Regions from separate parts of the Athene noctua genome. Here region 1 is linked to region 2. Evidence: chromatin contacts called from public Hi-C data. All regions are on one chromosome and are shown on one strand. The core of a region is the stretch at or near the end of the contact, and the rest is flanking DNA. Distances in the headings are between cores, read along the strand shown. Region 1 holds the start of MTCL2 (microtubule crosslinking factor 2). Region 2 holds the start of TRPC4AP (transient receptor potential cation channel subfamily C member 4 associated protein).

Evidence for each region. A called contact is a pair of places that touch in the nucleus more often than the background predicts.
Region 1: a Hi-C map of heart shows a contact between it and region 2, with 3 times the contacts expected there. The contact joins the promoter of MTCL2 here to the promoter of TRPC4AP in region 2. A contact is called at or near these places in 2 of 2 Hi-C or Micro-C datasets (heart and liver).

Annotation. Positions count from the first base shown.
Region 1 is chr16:3,200,834-3,204,648 of bAthNoc1.hap1.1, forward strand. MTCL2 (microtubule crosslinking factor 2) reads right to left here and starts at 2,087. Exons shown (of 16, transcript XM_074920622.1): 1 at 1,761-2,087. The coding sequence starts at 1,892.
Region 2 is chr16:3,036,037-3,039,859 of bAthNoc1.hap1.1, forward strand. TRPC4AP (transient receptor potential cation channel subfamily C member 4 associated protein) reads left to right here and starts at 2,112. Exons shown (of 19, transcript XM_074920596.1): 1 at 2,112-2,249. The coding sequence starts at 2,112.

The DNA of each region.
Region 1 (3,815 bases), core at 837-3,336, 160 kb after region 2:
TCACCCAACACCTAGCTCCCACCTCGTAGCTATGAACCTGACGTATTTACAAACTTTGGCACCAGTGGTTGAGAGCTGGCCTGATTTCCAACCTGTGACATCCAAAGAGCAGCCAGCGAGACACTGTACCTACCCCTGAGCCCCCCAGCAGGTGACTGCACAAGCATCTCATCCACAGCTCCACCCTGAAGAAGAACAGAGGGTGCAAAATGCCTGCAGTCCACTGGGACATGGCGCCTGGTGGGTGTCTGTGCCCACCCCGCAGCAGGCAGTGCATGCCAAGGTGCATCAGGTCGATGTGTAACCGGAGGCAGAATGCTCTGTGCCCCTGAACCCATGCAGCACATCTGCCCTGACTTCACCACGCACCCTAAACCTGGCAGCCACACTGTACACCCGGAAAAAGGCCTCGGGGAGCACGGGAAGCAGTGGAAAGATGGAAGGTGGAAAATCTCCCCAGGGTCTGGCAGTGTCAGCAGGCACAGAGGGCAGTGGTGAGCTCCCCATCCTGTGCCAGGCCGAGCTCTGCCCAGCTGTGTGGGGTCAGGCCGTACCATACTGTGTCCCAGGATGCCAAACCAGGTTGAGCCAACCCGTCATGCTCAACATGCCAAGCTGGGCTAAGCACAGCTGTGCCACGCTGAGCTGTGCCTTGCCTACCCATGCCAAGCTGGGGCCATGTTAGGCTTGGCCATGCTGCACCCGTCTATGCCATGCCAGGGCTGGCCATGCCCAGCTGGCCCACACTGCGCCAACACGCGCCCTGTGCCAAAGCATGCCACGTTATGCTGAGCCAAGCAGCGCCCAGCCATGCCACACCATGCTGGACCATGCCCAGCTGGGCCTTGCTGTGCTGAGACAGGCCAGGTCTTGGGCCCAGCCAGGACATGCTGTGCCAAGCTGAGCTTTGCTCTATGTCCAGTTGGGCCATGCCAGGCTTAGGCAAGCCGTGCCATACATTCAGCCATGGCACACTATGCTGAGCTTAGCCAAGCCCAGCCATAGCATGCCAGTCCATCCCCAGCTGGGCCATGCTACGCTGAGCTGAGCCCAGCTAAACTGTACCAGGCCATGTTCAGTGATGCTGTGCTGGGCTGAGCCATGCCAATCCCTGCATGCATCCATGCCATGCTGTGCTGCCCAGCTGAGCCAGGCCAGGCTACGCTCAGTGATATCATGGTAGGCTGAGCCGAGTTGAGCTGTGCCCTGCGCACAGCCATGCCCAGGGATGCTGCGCTGTGCCACGCTGTACCTGGGGGTGCTATTGCCCTGGGATGCTGTGCCATACTGAGCCACTCCATGCCCAGGGATGCCACACCGTGCCACACCACGCCCTGGAATGCTGCGTTGTGTGCAGGGATGCCGAGCCCTACTGACCCAAGGCCTGGGATGCCACGCTCTGTCACGTTATTGCCCAGGGACGCTGTGTCACGCTGAGCCATGCCCAGGGATGCCACACCGTGACAACCCTTGCCCTGGGATGCTAAGCCATGCTGACCCAGGGCCTGGGATGCTGTATTGTGCCCAGGGATGCTAAGCCATGCTGACCCTTGCCCTGGGATGCCACACCGTGCCATGCTACAGCCAGGGATGCTGTGCCGTGCCGAGCCATGCCATGCCAGGGACGGTGAACGACTCTACAGCCAGGGATGCTGAGCCTTGCCAACACATGTGCTGGGTGCCACACTGTGCCCCGCTACTGCCCCGGGATGCGGTGCCACGCGGAGCCGTGCCCGGGGACGCCACGCCGCTGTGCCCACCTTGAGATAGTCGTTCTCAGAGCGCAGGTCCTCCAGCTCACGGAGCAGCCCGTCGGTGCTGGCGTCCAGCAGCTCCTCGGTGAGGTCGGAGAAGGCGAGCGAGGTGCTGAGCTGCAGGCGGCTGCTGGCCATGGAGGCGGCCGAGGGCTCCTCGGGCAGCGGCGAGGCCTCCCCGGCCGAGGGCGGCGGCGGCGGGGCGCTGCCCGGGGACTCGCCGTCGCTGCCGCTGAGCCCCAGCTCCAGCGAGAGCAGCTTCGCCTCCTCCGAGGCGCTGCAGTCCGACACCTCGGAGCTGCTATCGGTCAGGCTGGCCGCCGGCCCCGCCCCGGGCACCGCTCCCGGCCCCGGTCCCGGTCCCGGCCCCGGCCCCGGTCCGGGTCCCGGCCGCCGCGCCCCGGCCGCCGCCGTCTCCGCCCCGCGGCACCGCCCCTTCGCCCGCGCCGCGCCGCGCCCCGCCGGCCCCTTCCCGCCGGCCCGGGCCGCCGCCGCCGCCGCCCGCTTCTCGGGGCGCCCCTCCTTGCCGCCGCCCGCCCGCCGCGGGTGCGGGTGCGGGTGCGAGTGCGGGCCGCCCGCCGCCAGCCGCGGGGCCGCGCCTGGGTGTCCCCCGCCGCCGCCGCGCCGGCTCTTGGCCAGCGACCAGCCGGGCACCTCCTTGGGGCGGGCGGGCGACGGCGCCCGCTGCGGCTTCTTCTTCTTCTCCGGGAGCGGCGGCGGCGGCGGCGGCACGGGGGGGCCCTGCTCCGCCGGCGCGGCCTCCATGTCCCGCTGCGCTGCGCTGGGCTCGGCCCCGGCTGCGGCTGCGGCTGCGGCCCCGGCTCCGCCCGCCCCGCCGCCGGGCGGGGACGCGCGCGGGCGGCGAACAAAAGGCGGCGGGGGGGGGCGGGGGGGGAGCGGAGCGGAGGAGGGGGGGGGCGGCCGTGCTGGCGGCAACAGCGACCCCTCCGCCCGCTCAGCGCCGCGCCGCACCCCCCCGGCCCGCGCTGCGGGACCCCGGGGCAGCCCCGACCGGGGGGCACCCCCGTGGGTAAGGGGACCCCCGGGCATCTTCCGCGGCGCGGGGCCGGGGCGAGTCGCCTGGGGAGCGCAGGTTCCCCCCAGCGCGCCCCTGGGGACAGGGGTCCCCTCGTGTGTCCCCGGCGGTGCAGGGCGCTGGGGCACCCCTGGAGGGGAAGGGTCCCCCAAGGCAGGTTGGGGGAAGGGGGTCCCCAGGGTGTCCTCGGCAGTGCAGGTCCCCCGGGGGCAGCCTCGGCGGTGAGGGTCCGCTGTGGGTTAAGGGTCCCTGGGCCGCCCCCGCGGGAGGGGGTCCCCCAGGGCACCACTGTAAGGGCAGGGCGTCCTCGGAGGCAGGGTCCCCCATGTACCCCGTGGGTGGGTGGGAGGTCCCCGGGGCCCCTCTTGTGAGGATCCCAAGGCACCCCCATGGGTGGGGGTCCCCTGGAGCACCCCGCTATGCTGCCCAGTGCCGGCTCCAGCTGCTGGGGCACGCACAGCCCCGCACGGTGCCTCTGGAGGGGGGAAGCTGTCAGCCACCAGTGCCTGGGTGAGTGTGCTCCCACCCACCCGCCCGCGTCCCTCATACGTTAACAACCGGGCCCCAAACCCGCTGCCAGCATCCGAAAGCTGCATTTGAAAAATGCTCCTCCGTGCCTGCCCCCACGGCAGCACGGCTGGCTGCGGCCTCGCGGCGGGAAGCCGAGCTCCCCCGCCCGTGCAGGGCCCCCGTACCCCCGCGCTGCTCAGATCCGGCTTTACATGGTGGGCAACGCAACCCCAAGGCAACGGCTTCTTTTCCCCAGGGGCAAAAACCTGAGCCTGGCCGAGGTGCAGAGCCCACCGCACGTCTCAGTCGGCTTTTGCCGGAGATAAACACACCTGGGGTGCATTAGGGCATTGCTTGACACCCCTCTGCTCAACACACAGCCCCTGCCCTCCCTGGGGGAGCCTCCCCAGGCACTGGGCACCCTCTGGTTTAGGCTCTGCCCTAAACGAGCCGTGCACCCGACACAGGAAAATCAGGATTGTACAACAAACCCAGGCTTTCATTGCAGCTCCATG
Region 2 (3,823 bases), core at 862-3,361:
ATCGTCAGTGTCTGGCTGTCCCACAAGAGATCAGATTCCTTTCCCTGTATGTATAGCATAAGAGGTTCTGCTGTTAGTGGCAACTTGATGGATTCAAAATTACTATCACAAGTCAGCTGGGAAAAAAAATAAAGCTAAAATTTGTCATCTCCTGCTGCCACTCCTCCCAGGGGCCTCACAATGAAGGCTATCTGTGGGAAGAGATGGCAGATCTATTTTAGTGTATTCCAGCTGGAGGGAGAGCTCCAATCAAGCAATATGGTGCGCACTTGGTCACGTTAACAGAACATAGAGGAGGTTTTGTCAGGAATCCAAAATGAGATGTGTGCGAAACACAGATGGGTAGTGGCAATCTTGGATGGCTTCCAAACGAGGCAGGTCAGCACTCAAAAGGTCCCACCTACAGTGCATACTCATGGCATCTGCCAAAGGCTGGAAGGAAACTGGATTTTTGTCGAGTTGTGAAAGATAGCACAGAAACTAAATTTAGCATTTTCTGTCGAGGCTGTCCTTGTAATTGTTTGTGGTTTTTTTCCTCCACTCCAAGCAGCCTGCAAAGCCCAACCCATAAGGCCAGATTTTCTGAAGTATTTCAAAAATAATTGTTTGGATTTGGAGAGGCTGTGGATTGATGGAAGGTCAAACACCTTCTGAAAGACTAATTTAATGGGGCTAACAAAGGTGAAGGTAGAGGAAAAAAAGAGTCAGACCTTCACATGAACTGCTGGCAAATGGCAAAAAACATACCAAAAAGCAAGGGAGGCGGGGCAGGGGAAGCAGTATGAAAAGGGACAGAGCAGCCGTTTGTATTTGGGTCAGTGTGAGTGTGCAAGTGATAAGATTGCTATGTTTGCATTTCTTCAAATGCAGTGCTTAGTGGCTTTCTGTGAACAGCAATTTATCTAAACAGCAAGTCATCCATTAACAGATCTTGCTTTTTACAAATAAAACTGTGATCATCATCAGGCCCATGAATTATTCATGGTGGTGAGAAGTGATGTAAGACCTGATACTGTAAAACTTCCAAATACATCACCTGGATGCCATCACCGCACTGGTTAGGCAGTGCTATTAAGCATCATGTTAATCCCCAGTGTCTTCATTGCTTTGTATTGTTCCTGGTACAACAAAGGGAAGTTAAAATGGAAGATTAACTAAGGCCTGCATTTAAAGCAGTCATGATTTTGGCTATCATCCGCATTGTATGCTGTGCTCCTTGCTGTCTCACCAAGAATCGGAGCTGGGCTGCTCCCTGGGGCAGGCAATAACCGCTCTGGATGACAGTGGGGTGTTTGGGACCATTGTCACCTCTCAGGTCCCTCTAAGCTGCTGCTTGGATGTTAGTCAAGAACTTGCTCCCAAGCGTCCCATCTTCCCAACACTGTGTCTCCTTTGACTTTGTGTTGGTTTGGTTTTCTCTAAACCCTTGGAGGCATTTACACTGTTTTGCTTCGGTGTGGAGAGCAGCACCTGCCTCAGCAGGTTGTGTGAGTCCAGCTTTCTCCCCATCTTCCAGGGGCAGAGCAGGTTTGTGGTAAAGGTCTGGCGTGGGGCTCTTCGTGTGATCACAAGTCTCTATTCTGTCATTATTCTCATTTGATTAGACAGCTCCTTGGGCGCAGTGCTAAGGGGTTTGGTTCTGCTCACTCGAGCCGGTGATAGTAATAGGAAAAGTAAAAAGTAGATGTAGGTATTTTGATGGAAATAAACTTAGGAGTAGAGGTCAGGCGACTCCTGTCGTGGCCCTGCCGCCTTAGCAGCCCCCGGGGAGAGATCAAGGGGCGGGGGAAGGGCTGGCGAGGCCGCGGACGTGGCGATCAGCCCCGCCGGCCCGCAGCGGCCTCCCCGCGCGGCGCGGGGCTGGGGGCGGAGGGGTGGGGACGTCGGGTCCTCCTCCTTCCCAGCATGCTTCGCGCCCCGCGGCGGCTCTGCGCATGCGCCCCCCGCCGCAGCCGGACTACACTTCCCAGCGTCCCCCGCGGCCCGCCGGCGGCGCGGTGCGCGCGAGGCCCGGGCGGGGGCGCTGCGGAGCGTCCCTCGCGCCGCTCCGTACAAAGCGGCTGGGGGAGGGGGCGCTTCCTGTTTGTCTCCGTCCGAGCGGAGGAGCGGCCATGGCGGCGGCGGCGGCGGCGGGGGGCCCCGGGCCCGGCGGGGGGGGCCGGCGCGGCGCCCGCGCGGCGGCCACCAACATCCTGGCGCAGCTGCGGCACGGGCAGCTCAGCGGCTGCGGCCTGACGCGGGGGGCACAGGTACGGGGTGGGGGGCGGGCCAGTGGCGCGGCACCGTCCGGGGGGGGGACGCCGGACGCCGCTCCGGCGGGACCTGGGGAGAGGGGGGGCCGGAGCCCGGCGGGGGCTTGCTGGGCCCGAAGGTCGGCGCGGCTGGGGGCTCCCGCGGGGAAGGGCAGAGCGCTGACCTGGGGCTCCGGCGGTGGGCTGGGGCGGGCTGGTGGAGGCCTTGCCGTCCCTCCTGCCCCGAGCCCACCTCCCCGTGCGCCGCCGGCCTCGGGCAGGACTTGTAAATCCGCCTTGGGGCCTGGCCCGCAAGGCCCAGCGCCGCCGAGGGGTGGGAGCGGGTGTTTGCTGGCCTTGGCGGCCCCTCGGTGGGGCTGAGCACCGGCTCGGGGCTGTCAGGCCTCTCCTGGAGCCCCGAGGCCGGGAAGAGCCCGGCTGGCCTAGCGCGGCCTGCCGCCAGCTCTGCTCGGAGGCAGCGTCTGGTGAAGTGGTCTCTCTCCATCCGGACTCGAGCGCTCTCTGGGGCTCCTCGTCCTCCTCTGCCAGCCCAGCTTCGGTCCTGGTCCCGGAGGGGTGGCCCTGCAGGCTCACGCGGTGGGAAGAAGGATGCCTCTGTGCCTTCCTGCTCCTTTTCCCTCATCGTCTTCGGTTTTCTTTTAGAAAGACTGTGGAGCAGGATGAGCATTAGCCATGCTGTAAAAGAGCCGTCCTCTGCTGCTTTGGTTAGTGATAGAGGTTGTGGCTTTCTCCTGCAAAGAAAGGAAGCTCTGCTTGGAACCATAATAGTGCAACATCAAAATTTAACGTATTTGATAGACAAAGGCAACATCATGATATTAGGGCTCAGGATACGTTTTAGCTCTGAAATGGTGTAGGCTTTATGCTGGTGGTTTTCCATGAAACTATTCCAGGTCTATTTCAGATTTGTCATCTTTCCCAGTTGATGATGCTGGGAAATACTAAGAAATGAAACGAATTCGTTAACTTGGGCTTGTGCCTATTGTGTGCTTATGCTGGCCTTTTTAAGAAGCTGCTCACGGATAATGGACTATTCATTTATTTTTATTAAGAATAATGGGTATTTATTTTACAGATTAAATATGAAACGGTGCAAAGACTTAGAAACTGAAGTGTGGGATAAAGAACTTGCATTCAGATGGTGATTTATTGAGCTAAATGTCTTAAGATAATTGAAATGGAATTTAAAAATGGGATTTCTTTAAGTGGTTTTCACTAGTACAGACAGCAGTATTTTCCTTGGTGAACAACGATTCTGAACAATTACTAAGAGAAGACTTGTTCTTCATAAATGTCCATGTCTCATTCTGTAGGGTGAAAGCGCAGGTGATTTTTTTTAACAGCTCTTTTGTCCTTACTATACCACTTGCTCAGATACTAGTTTCATTACTATTTAAGAAAAAGCACATCATTTGCATGAGTTTAAATCTGATATTGTCTCTTTTGAAGGAAGTTATTTGTGTGGGATTGTTTCAGAAGTGTATTTTGTAAGGCGTTAGACAAAGCAACATGTTGTCTCACTAACTTGGCTGTCCACCCCTATGCCCTTGTGTGCTCACTCCCCAACAACT